3 separate regions of the Mus musculus genome follow, and all the other regions are linked to region 2. The links are chromatin contacts, called in public HiChIP or PLAC-seq maps. All regions are on one chromosome and are shown on one strand. Each heading gives the region's core, a stretch centred on a gene start, on an enhancer-like site or on the middle of the called end of the contact. The rest is flanking DNA. Distances are from core to core; before and after follow the strand shown. Region 1 holds the start of Ankrd49 (ankyrin repeat domain 49). Region 2 overlaps Endod1 (endonuclease domain containing 1). Region 3 overlaps 1700019J19Rik (RIKEN cDNA 1700019J19 gene).

What was found. HiChIP or PLAC-seq counts read pairs in DNA pulled down with a chosen protein or histone mark.
Region 1: a contact with region 2 is called in an H3K4me3 HiChIP or PLAC-seq map of bone marrow-derived macrophages, with 3 times the contacts expected there. The contact joins the promoter of Ankrd49 here to the enhancer-like site in region 2. A contact is called at or near these places in 12 of 39 promoter capture datasets (the 3T3-L1 cell line, 3T3-L1-derived adipocytes, the C10 cell line and 9 more), 1 of 484 Hi-C or Micro-C datasets (the G1E-ER4 cell line), 1 of 115 datasets of contacts at active chromatin or transcription factors (bone marrow-derived macrophages) and 3 of 9 other capture datasets (adipose tissue, embryonic stem cells and pancreatic islet).
Region 3: an H3K27ac HiChIP or PLAC-seq map of large pre-B cells shows a contact between it and region 2, with 2.3 times the contacts expected there. The contact joins two enhancer-like sites. A contact is called at or near these places in 2 of 115 datasets of contacts at active chromatin or transcription factors (effector CD8 T cells and large pre-B cells) and 1 of 9 other capture datasets (embryonic stem cells).

Annotation. Positions count from the first base shown.
Region 1 is chr9:14,782,042-14,786,114 of GRCm38.p6, reverse strand. Ankrd49 (ankyrin repeat domain 49) reads left to right here and starts at 1,542. Exons shown (of 3, transcript NM_019683.4): 1 at 1,542-1,595; 2 at 3,153-3,500. The coding sequence starts at 3,246. It overlaps Mre11a (MRE11A homolog A, double strand break repair nuclease), which reads right to left and starts at 1,461. Exons shown (of 20, transcript NM_018736.3): 1 at 1,358-1,461; 2 at 587-684. The coding sequence starts at 606.
Region 2 is chr9:14,363,191-14,367,004 of GRCm38.p6, reverse strand. The region is part of intron 1 of Endod1 (endonuclease domain containing 1); the gene reads left to right. Among named protein-coding and RNA genes, the nearest start is that of Gm34156, 4.4 kb to the left of the region's middle. Within about 2 kb of position 1,329, at least 121 of the 459 cell types and tissues checked have an H3K27ac peak or open chromatin away from gene starts, as enhancers often do. A contact at or near this core is called in adipose tissue, bone marrow-derived macrophages, hematopoietic stem and progenitor cells and 1 more, where this site is marked.
Region 3 is chr9:14,102,331-14,106,375 of GRCm38.p6, reverse strand. It overlaps 1700019J19Rik (RIKEN cDNA 1700019J19 gene), which reads right to left. Exons shown (of 4, transcript NR_166640.1): 3 at 1,177-1,372. Among named protein-coding and RNA genes, the nearest start is that of 1700019J19Rik, 14 kb to the right of the region's middle. Within about 2 kb of position 2,680, at least 27 of the 459 cell types and tissues checked have an H3K27ac peak or open chromatin away from gene starts, as enhancers often do.

The sequences.
Region 1 (4,073 bases), core at 293-2,792, 420 kb before region 2:
ACATCCACAATTGTATGCACGAAGCCCTGGGTAACCCACAAACTTCTCAGCTCCCACAGCTGTACCCTTCCACTCTCATTCAGACCTCAAAATTAACTGGAAAGGAGTATTATTAGTCTAGTTATGCAAATGAAAATAAAACCAGGCAAGCCAGAGAACTGCTGATCTTCCTAACATTAAACAGCTAATTTTGACCAAGAACTTGAAACCAGAGTGGAAGACACCACTCGTGTTCAAGGATTTTCTTCTGCCACCTGACTTCTATAGTCCTTTTATTTCTTTCCATTTTGTTCAAATTCACTTCAACTAGGGTAACTTACTCTAAAGGACTATTTATAGACTCGAGACTAAGACAAAGCCAGAGAGCATGAGCCTCCCTGCATGGCCATGTAATTACTGCAACACATTCATCTATTGCTCCACCTCATTATTTATTTATTTATTGCTAATAAGCATAAGTATGTGCTTTTAATTATGCATGACAGACGTTTTGGGGGATACTCTATCCATTATTAAATTCTGTTGCTGTTTATATTAAAATATCACTTTTCTCGTAAGGTCATCACAATTAATATGTCAGGCTTACAGTGGATCTGTGGGGCTCATTTTTATAGTAGAGTTCCTCTGTACCAGGTTCCTCTCCAAGTGTTCAGGTATGTCAGAAAAACCACTCGAATCCAAACTCTAAAAATAAATACCAAAATGCACATATTATAAAGGTTGCACATATTTCACTAACATGAGCTCAGTTGCAGGGTAGACTTTTTGAACAAGCGCTAGTGATTTTGAGAAAGTCCTATGTACGTCTTCAACACTTACTATAATTGTTTCATGACCTAAGAACAGAAAGCCACATCCTGAAGTGAAGTCCTAATTGCACTATCACTACTATTTCTCTACTATCTTCTTCATGAGATTGGTGTGTAGTAAACCCCTGGACAGGAAAAATGAAACGTAACTTTCTACGTGCATAATTTAAGCTGCTCCGCGCAGGACTTTGAATCAGAGGCCACCCCATACTCTTAACACTAACATGGGTTTTATGGGGCAGCCCACATTTAAAGACAGAATAAATAACCAACACATGGTCTAAGTGGAACACCTCGCATCCCCAGCTCGGCGAAGGCGGCGCTGCCACTACAGGAGACCTCCCACCCGCGGGACTCCGAGGCGGACTCCGAGGCGGAACGCAGAGCCCGCATCCCTCCATGCCCACCCGGCCCGTCTTCCCTAACGGCCCCACGCACTCGGGGCTTCCGTTCGCCCCGGACCCGCACGCTACAAGACCGTAGCAAAGCCTAAGTTACCCAACATGGACTTGTCAGAGTCGACCAGGGAGGCCACAAGCCATCTCTACCTCAGGAAAAGGGGGCGGGAGTCTCCAGAACCACAAGAAAACCGCTCCCAGAAACCTGAATTAGGCGCGGGAGAGCGGCATCCGTACTTCTCGCGAGATCCATTGATGACGTGACATCACAGAATGTCTAGATTCTCATTGGCTACAGAATGGCTCCGTCACCTCACAGGAGCCAATCCTGAGCAGCGAAGGGGCGAACCCGGAAAGGAAGTTCTCGGTGAGGTTCTCTCTGTGAAAGGTGAGGCGCGTGTCCGGAGCGGTGGGGCGGGCGGCTGTGGGCGGCCGGCCACCTCGCAGGTAGCATCGTGGCAGAGTCTTCGCTTTGCGATTCGGAAGGCCTCGCCTGCTAGACCAAAGACCTTTCTTCCCTGCTTCCCCTGACGATCGCCCCAGAAGCCTCGGTTTTGTGTTTTCAGAGAACCTTGAAGAAAGTGCAGTAGAAATGATTTGGAGCCTTGAGTTAGAGCAGACCCCCTCAGGACCTCAGAAGGGCCCGTGTACCGCAGCGACAGTGATCTGTCAGTACCCGAGCGCAGGCCTCTGAAATGGGGGGCTCCACCCAATGAGATGAGAACTGGAACAGTTGCTATCTCTCTCAAAATGGAGGGTTCCCTTTAAATTAGGAAATGCATCCTATTCCTCCATAATAGTATGCATCGAGCTTTATACCCAGAGTCGAGATACATTTGGGTTTGATTTTTTAATTAAGCATACCAAGACAATAAGTTAAGAATTAATATGAAGGAGTTTTCAGGTGTGGGAAGGGGGGCTGCGATCTGTGCCATATTTTGGTTAGTGACATCTGTTAAGCGCTTAATGAATTGGTGTATAGTAGCTTTTTAAAAAATGAGTTTGAAGTGAAAGGAAATATTGAAAATGTTAAGAAAATAGTTCTGATAGTTCTTTTAAAAAAGAAAAAAGAAAAACACAATGCTGCCAAAACCTTAACAAATCCCTTAATGGAGTTTATAGGCCCTAAGAAGTCATTGGTCATGATTCTGATACTCTTGTCACTAGTGATGAAGCTTAATTGGACAATGGAATATTAAACTTGAAATTAAGTAGAACAAATCTATGAGGAGTGTGTATAACTAAGTTCCTCTTAGAGGCCATTCAGAGCAAGATTAAATGATAGGTCTTAAGTTTAATGATACAAATAGTTCTTAATGCAGGTTACATACAAATGGCATAATAATCTGTGTTAAAGATGGCCTATCCTTAAAAGCTTAATAGCAAAACAATATAAGACATAGCACCTGAAATAATAAACATTAGATTCTAATTGGGTCAACAGAAAGAAGTGGTAACACTAACAATAGCAACAAAAAACTGCCAAATTCAACAAATATGGTTAAAAGATTGATGGTTTTCAAAGTAACTTCTCATTTTCTTTAAGGCTTATGTGCTAGGTAACTCTTGAAGTTGATGTCAGTGTATAAATTAATATGGCAGTTTATCAGAAGACTAATCTTTTAGGACTGGGTGAACTATGGTCCTCCTGTGTACTCACTGTCAGGACTCCATCAGTTTTAACATACCTAAATTAATAGATTAAAATTAAGATAGTTGTAGCCATTTACTTAGTAGAAGAAAGCATTTCTAAAAGGTAAAGACTATAAATGATCATAGATAGCAGAAATCTCTGAAATCTTATATTTAGTAAACTTAATGGATATGAGAAAACACCAAAGCCTTATGACATAGAATTTATCTGGCTTGTTTGTAAGGTTGTATCCGTGCTGTTAATAATATCTAGTTACTGCTGTGCTAACAACTGTTGTGTTTGTGTTTTCAGGTTAGAAAGAATCAAACAATGCAGACATAATTCATCTCCTTAAAGATTGCGCCCTAGTACTTGAAATGCTTTTTATTTAAAAGAGTAGTAAAAATGGAAAAAGAAAAAAAGGATGATGAAAAACCAGACCTGGAAAACTCTGTGGACTTTTCTGAACAGTTTAACCAGCTTGAATTGTTGAAAACTCATGGACACCTGATTCCCACTGGTACTCAGAGTCTCTGGGTAGGCAATTCTGATGAAGATGAAGAGCAAGAGGAAAAAAACGAAGAGTGGTACCAATTGCAAGAAAAAAAGATGGAAAAAGATCCAAGCAAATTGCTTCTTTGGGCTGCTGAAAAAAATCGGGTAAAAAAAAGAAACCATTACATAGTTGGAAAAGCATTTGGTTTGGAGCCCAAAGACCTACTCCTAAACATCTTATCTTTACCTTTTGGCACATTCCAACATTTTTGACCCTTTAATTTCTTGTCTTTAAAAATGGTAGCTTAATATTTTTCTCATTTATAGGAGTGCCACATGAAGTAGTGTATATGAAAGTGCACATTATGTTATAAGCTGGCTCTAGATGTTTGGGGGTAATTATAAACAGTCCTCTAATTAAATTACTAGGATCCTTCTACACGTCAGCATTACTGAGAACAAGTAAGATGGAGACTAACTTAGCTGCAACTCCACCAAGTGTCTTACTGCACTTGTTTACTCCCCACAGTCTTGCGAGGAGGCAAATGTCATCCAAAACACTCTCAGACTCAGTTCTTCCCACTTGACCATTTGTACTTAACTTTACTAAGTTCTCCCATATCCATGTTAGTAAGTCAAAACCAGAAGTGTTTTGCAGTGTATGATAGCTTTTCAATCCCAGAGCACAGTGTCCTCTGTCTGGTCCATAGACCAGCCCAGACATGGTGCACAGCAACA
Region 2 (3,814 bases), core at 80-2,579:
AGAACTGTGGACTCAACTACTTTTAATCACATGCACAGGGACATGGGGTTGGGTGGGTCTGACATGAGAATACACTAGGAGATTCTCAGACACAGGAAACACAGGGACATGGGGTTGGGTGGGTCTGACATGAGAATACACTAGAAGATTCTCAGACACAGGAAACACAGGGACATGGGGTTGGGTGGGTCTGACATGAGAATACACTAGGAGATTCTCAGACACAGGAAACACAGGGACATGGGGTTGGGTGGGTCTGACATGAGAATACACTAGGAGATTCTCAGACACAGGAAACACAGGGACATGGGGTTGGGTGGGTCTGACATGAGAATACACTAGGAGATTCTCAGACACAGGAAACACAGGGACATGGGGTTGGGTGGGTCTGACATGAGAATACACTCGAAGATTCTCAGACACAGGAAACACAGGGACATGGGGTTGGGTGGGTCTGACATGAGAATACACTAGAAGATTCTCAGACACAGGAAAGGAGGCAAATTACTCAGGTCTCAAAGGAACCAGGCTGGGAAATTTCAGGAAACAAGATGACTGTGATCCTTAAAGTTTTGTTTTCTCTCCCAAATTAAATAATATATATGTGTTTGTGTTTCTACCTGGTGGGGGTAGGTGCAGGTGCACGTGCCACGGTCCGCAGGACACAGCATGCCTGTGGCACTCAGAGGAGCTTTGGGGGCAACAGTTCTCTTCTTCATGGGTTCCATGAATTGAACACAGAAATCTGCATTCTAACAGGGAATGATATGTTTGCAGATGAACTGAATTCGGAGACTTAGCGATTTAAGATGTTAGGAATGGGGACTCCTAATTTTACCTGACAACTCTGAATTCAGTACCACATGTGACTGTCAAAAGAGTTGCTCTGGAAAGGCAAACAATGTCCAGTGCAAAAGAGACTGTGCCATAGGGAAGGAACCCAAGGCAACTGGGCTTGTAACCTGAGAGAATTCTGCAAGCTGGAAAGGCCTGAGAGGAACCAGTCTCTTTCTTACGCTCCCAGGAGATTGAATGGGGACCTCAGCAAGAGCAGGGGCAGCCAGAGCAGTCCCCAGAGAGCTGGCTTGCCCTGGTGCAGCCCTCCCCTTGGGGCTTCCTTTCCAGCACTGACTGCCAGTTTGGAATTGGTGTGTTCTATTTTAATTTCTTTTCAAGAAAAAGTCTGAAGTGGAAAGGGTTTCTTTTTCCCCAGCGATTCTGAGTCAGTTGATGAGAAGGTGGTCTGAGTATCCTTGCAGGTCATACAGCACTTAACTCATGGGTGTGCCCAGCCAGGCTGGCTGCTGGAAGCCAAAGCAGGAAGGTGTGTGTGGTCAGGGAGCCCAGAGGAAGGTGATTCACCAGGAAGAAGGCCAGTAGGCCCGTTATGGTACCAGACACTCAGCACAGGAAATGGAAACCTCTTGATTTCTGGGTCTAAAAAAAGCAGAAGAAAGAACATTAGCATCCATCTAAATCCTCTGCAGCTGCCTCTCTTCTCAGGGGATTCGGAATTACAGATGCCTCCTAGTAGGGAGTTAGGCAGGCTCATTTCTTTATGGGTGGGTCAGTACTTCCTTTGTTCTGGGAGCTGGAAGGCTTCCTCTCTGTCCCTCCTCCATCCATTGCAGCAAGGCTGCTGTTTGAGGCTCCCTGGATCTTTGTTGTTGTTGTTGTTGTTGAAAGGCAGTTCCTTATTATCCATAGTGAGATGTTTGGGTGGAAGCCTTCTGGCCCCAAAGACAGTTAACTCCCGTGTTGGATCACAGGGAGCCTTTCTGCTCTAGACAGTTCTGGTAAGATCATCTATCCTATTGATTGATGATTCTAGCTCAAGGTTCTTGCCCTTCCTGGTAAGGAGGGACTTCTTCTACCCAGTGGTGACGGACAGGGCGTGTGTGCGCATGCGCATGCGCGTACTTGCTCATCATCTTCATTCAGCAGAACACACACCATTCAGCCTGCTCTATTATTCAAGACTTATTAAAAAATAAAAATAAAACAAGGCTGTAGGAAGACTCTGTCCCCAGTTAAACTGGTGTTCACTGGGTCGGCTCCCCTATGAGTGCTTATCTGGTTGTGGCTTAAAATTCTCCAAGGGGAAGGAAACGCCACCCTTGCCAAGGCAGCCCACCCAAGCTTAAAGTCCGCTTTGATGACTCTTCTTCAGCATACCTTTTCCTAGTGGAAGTTTGTGAGGCAGCAACAGAGAAAGGACAATCTGCTCTCTTCCCAGTCTCTTGTAAACTGTGATGAATCCTGCGTGCATCCTGTGGGTAGGCTGTCGTGCCAGGTGTGTAGCAGAGACCGTTGGACACTAGCCTTGACCCATCAGTTCAGCCGCTCAGACAGATGGGTGAATGCACTTGGCAGGGACTGACTGGAAATGTAAGATCCATGGCTCTCATCCTTTCTTTTTCATTTTTTTTTCTTTTTTTCTTTTCTTTTCTTTCTTTTTTTGTTTCTGTTTTTGTTTTTTTTGTTTGTTTGTTTTTGTCTTTTCAGGGCAAGGTGTTTCTGTGTAGCTCTGGTTGTCCTTGAACCTTCTCTGTAGAGCATGCTGGCTTTGAACTCAGAGCTCTATCTGCCTCTGCTTCCCTAGTGCTGGAAATAAAAGTCATGTGCCACTGTGCCTTAAACAGAGTAAGAGATAGCTTATTCTGGTGCCATTTTGAGTGACTGTGGCCCTGAAAGACACATTTAGGTTACTCAAAAGTTCATGTTCCAATATGGAAGTAGTCTCACAAGGTTTTTATAGTTTTACAGAACAAAAAGAGTCATGCATCAAGGCAAGTTTAAAATACATTGCTGGGTGTGGCAGAGAGGCAGGTTCATGGAAGTGAAGGGAACTTTTGTACAGATGTAAGATGCTGTCTGATAACACAGTTAGCTCTTTGACTGGTGGAATTAAGTTAGTAGCTTCTAAGAGGTTTTTGTTTAGATACAAAGTTGGGAAGGAATGTCTGTTTCAGAAGGCTGAAGTTAACCCAAGATGAAGCCTCTGAACCTGCAAAATTTCAGTTTTTCCACAGTACTGAAATTCCAGTTTGTCCATCAATCTCTGCAAACACAGAAACCTTCCAGGAGGTTTTGTTTGTAGCTGGACACAGCTTCTCTTCATTCATAGTAGTCATCTTGCTAAATCTCCTCAGCCTCCCCAGGCTCCGCCTCCATGTCTACCCGAGGCCCAGGCTCCGCCTCCATGTCTGCCCATGGCCCAGGCTCCGCCTCCATGTCTGCCCATGGCCCAGGCTCCGCCTCTATGTTGTTCAGCTGCTCATCAGCATGCTTAGCTTGACCCTTACACCTTTCTTTCCCCTTTGTTGGTTCTTCAGTGCATTGACCTTCTGAGTTCTCCCTGTGCTCTGTCCTGGATGTTGTGATGTCAGTGCTAACTGCGACATCCCCCAGGAACCATCCACATCAGCCCTCCTCCTCCCTCCTCTCAGGAGAGCCTTCCCACAGGAGCTGACACTTCCCATGTGCTCCCTCAGTCCCATATGACCTCCTGCTACCTTGAGCCTGCTATACGGGCTGACTCTTCATTATGATGCAGGCAGACAAAGGTTAAGAGAGTAGACTAAACCTTCAGTCTGTTGAACTGACTTTCTTCTGGCTTTCAAATTTACTGGTGTACACGTATGTTCATGACCCTGGTGTATGTGGCATAGGAATGAGCATATAGTATGTGTGCATGTGTGTGCACTATGTATGTATACATGTGTAGGTAGTGTCCATGCTCTCTGAAGCTGGTCTTTGTAACACTAAAAACTGTTGCCTTCCTTCTTCCGGCAGTCCCAACCCTCTCTGCCCA
Region 3 (4,045 bases), core at 1,431-3,930, 260 kb after region 2:
GGCCTTGCCTGAGCAGCAGAGTAGATCTGACTCTAGTGGCAAAGTCTCGGGTGAGTTAGCCCTGCCCCTTGCTGACTGCCCCTGTGGCACTGCTGGAGAGCTGGCCCTGGTGGTGTGGTGCAGGATGCCTGGTCGGCTGACTAACCCAGCTACTACACAGGCCCAGATCCCGGACTTTAAGTTGGTCCACCCCAACATCTGCCCCATCTATGAACTGTTGGAGCACATGACGGGGCCAGTCCTGCAGATCCAAAGCTGAAGGATGTCCATAACACAGGGCAACAGCAGGAAGTTTTGATGAGGGCCCAGGATTGATAGTATAGCAAAAGCCAGAGGCCTCAGATCACACCAACGACTCATTGCAATGGGCATTTTCAAATAAAGATGTGTGGACAAAAGGGTTGACTTTGTGACACACTGTGACACACTACAGCTTCCATGATGAGATTTTTTTCTTTTGTCTTTGGGAGGGAGCTTGCAAGGGTGGGGGGGGGGGAGATACAAAGGGACAAGGAGGTGACTGGGACTGGGGTGCGCGATGTGAATGTCACAAAGAATCAATAAAATATTTTAAAAAGAGAAAGAAACTGAGACTGTGAGAGTTATCTGCTTCCAGGCCCTGGATAGTAGACTATAAAATCACAATTCAGAGCTTGGCCTAGCTACCTCAAATGGCAAACCATTAATGCTTGCACCAGGTAGCTTCCCACTGTGCCTGCATAGAACCTGGCTATCACACATGAAGTAGATTGTGTAATTGAACTAACATGGTTTTACCAAATTCCTATAACTTGTACTAGCTTGTCGGAAATAGTGTATAATAGTCACAAAATGACGGATGGGATACTTTGAAATACGGAGCTAGCATGTGTCCTCTTCTTACAATTCCTACCCATTATTTCATTAACTCATTTCCTCATTCCCTTTAAAGTGTGATTGTCAAATGCAAAAGCAGATCTAGGCAGAGACTGAAGGTCGGAAGGAACACAGAGGTGGGACACTAAAGCCCAGACCCACTGGCCCCGTCCCGATGTTCCTGCTCCCCACCACATCACCACACCAGGTAGAACCTGAAGTGCTGTCCTTCAGAGCTTAGTCCCAGCAGCAAGGACAGTGCTGAGGGACAGGGCTCCTACAATTATGTCAAGATCCTCTAATGTCATCAGATTCATTTACCTGCTCCTCAGATAAGAGATCTGAACGCTTTCCAGTAGCCTGTGGCCCCTTTGAAGTACCTACTTCAAGGGCAGCTCTTTGCCAGAGTCGGGACTTTCCAAGTGAAGGAGTGTGGTGGGTCAGCAGGGATTGCAGAGCAGGCATCCAAAGCCCTGACTGGTGGCAGCTGGCTCCAGGGATATTTGGATGACCTCATCTGTATAAAAATAGGCACTTCTAAAGAACTTGAAAGCATCTTGTTCTCTTAAGAAAGGTTAAAAAGCATCCTTCCTTTTGTTTGCTCTCCTAATTGCCTTAGCACTCCCTGTTAAGGAGAGTGGACTTGAAAGTCTTGTTAAAGAATGGACAAACTGAGGGTTATAGTTTCAATGTCTTCTCTAATTTTACACAACTCATGGGGGTGTAGAGAACTTGATTAACAACTGACTTTTCTTCATGTGCTCTGATTGGGTTTGGAGGGGAGATGTGGATTTATTGGAGAGGGAACCCTGTCCTAGAAGGTTCCTTAAGCAGTGTAGCACTAGACATTGAGACATGACCACTAACATCTGTGTTCAGCATCCCAATAAGAACTGGAGTGAGGCCAATGTTGGGCAAAGATGAGAAGTAAGGGAGTCCCTGGAAATGGCTTGGTGTTAAGATGAGATTCTAAAATGTATTACATTACCAGAAGTGAAGGCTGTAGAAAGAAGCTCTTTTGTAGACTCTATCTCGACTTTGGTGTTCATTCACATCAAGTTTGAAGGTTTGCAGGTTTCCTGAATTGAGGACCAGGAGGGCTCTATGAAAACCAACTTAGAGCTTCCTGGGACTGGAGCAGAATACTAGGGAGTCGTCTCTGCATGACCTGTGTGTCACCTTTAACTCACGGTTCCTTGTCTTGAGGCCACAGCCGATGGTTAGTGGGGACAGAGTCTAGCCCTCTTGCTGCTCCGGGAGGAAAGGTATCTAATGTGGTTAGTGGGGACAGAGTCTAGCCCTCTTGCTGCTCTGGGAGGAAAGGTATCTAATGAACCCTCTGTCTCATGGAATTAAAGATGCAGGTCTTAGGGGCCTGCTGACCCAGCCTTATGACCTACTTCAAACAAGGTGGAATTGGTACTGGAGTACCTGAGCATAGTACCTGAGACACCCTGAGGGATAGCAATAGTAATGGGACATAAACCAGACTGAGGCTTAAGATAAGCTTCTTTTGTAATTGGAGAAGCACTGGAGCCAAGAAATAAGGGCATACATACCCAGGCAGCACCCGAATGTTGAGGATGGACTGAGCCTTGCAGAGCTGATGTTAGACACACACCCACACTGAATACACCCCCCAGCAGAGAGAGAGAGAGAGAGGGAGAGAGGCAGACATGCAGATAGACAGATACACATAGACACACAGAGAAGAGACAGACAGACAAACAGACAAGACACACACATCACTTCTTCCTTGTTCCTGACAGCAGGGGCCCTCTTTGCTTGGTTGACTCTGGTTCCTTTTCCTCTTTGATCTTAAGTTCTTCATCCCCTCACAGTCATCAGCTTCCTCAAAACACAGGACTAACAAATGCAGACAGCTGTGTGTGGGTCCCTGTCACCAAATGGCTTGGTTTTCGATTTGGTTTATGAAATTTCCCAGAAAGGTATTTGTCAGGATATGGTCCTCTTTTGAATGTCCCTGTCTCGGAGGTTGGGTAGGCAGAGGTTAAAGTGGTTCATGGTCTTTTCACTCCTCATTGCTCACCCCGAATCATTCTACAGCTGTCTCTGTAATGCTTTAACCCCTCCCCCCCCCACCCCACCCCCCACCCCCCGGGCAGAGGTGAGTTGATGTGGATCTTTGTGTGTCTGAGATCCACGGAAAGTATAGCACTCCACTTGTTCAGAGACTCCTCTCTAGGTTGCTTAATGTGACGAGGTAAACCACCACCATGAGACATATCTCTGCAAGAAAACAGGACTCACAATGTCACCTGCCTGGGAGAGCCTGGGAGCAGAGCCCTTCCTATACAGGCTTCTGATACAAGGGTGCTCCCATGAGGCTTTGATGCCAGTGCAAAGCTGAGGGCCTGCTCAACTGTGAGATCACAAACATGTATTTTTGGATGCTAAGTTTTTTATGATTTGTCACACAGCTTTGAGTAGCTAGGAATGGTAGGCACTATTACAGCACTTCCAGGAAAGAGACAGGAAAGCATAGATGATAAAGAGAAATGGTGTATCACTTTATACTTTCTCCCTTGCAGCCCTTCAGATCTGTTCCCAAAGGCTCACTAGTGGAGTACACACCTCCCTGGACCCCAGCCTTTAAGAAGGCTTTGCAATTGATACCGGCTTTTTGTGCGTTCATCAGGGAGCATTTTGTACTAGAGATCCCCCACCATGGGTCTCTACCACAATGTGTTTATATTCCTGGTAGCAGCTTTCCACATGCAAATGATTAGATACTGCAGAGGTGTCAGCTAACTGTCTACAGAGCAGCGTTTACAATTCGTGCATACAAACACTCCAGTCCCTGCGGACTGTTCACATGCAGCTCTGCTTCTCTATTAAGAACATAGACAATGAGTCACCATGTAAAAATAATTATCAAGGACAGTAAGATTTTCAACACAAAAAGAAGTACATGGTTATCTCAATGTTTAAGGTGGGGCCCTGAGATAATTTGAGGCAAGGGAATCGATCAGAGAAGGTCAAGCTGACATTGAAGACTAAAAAGAGGGTATCTGCCAGGAGGTGGGTGTGAATATGAAGAAATGGGCTAGGAAGTAAGGCTCTGTCAAAATAAACATCCTGGCAAAGACATGGAGAGAACAAGGTTGATGTTTGCTGAAGAATGGGGTAGAGAACACCATCTGGGAAGCAGGGCAGAGGAGACAGGACT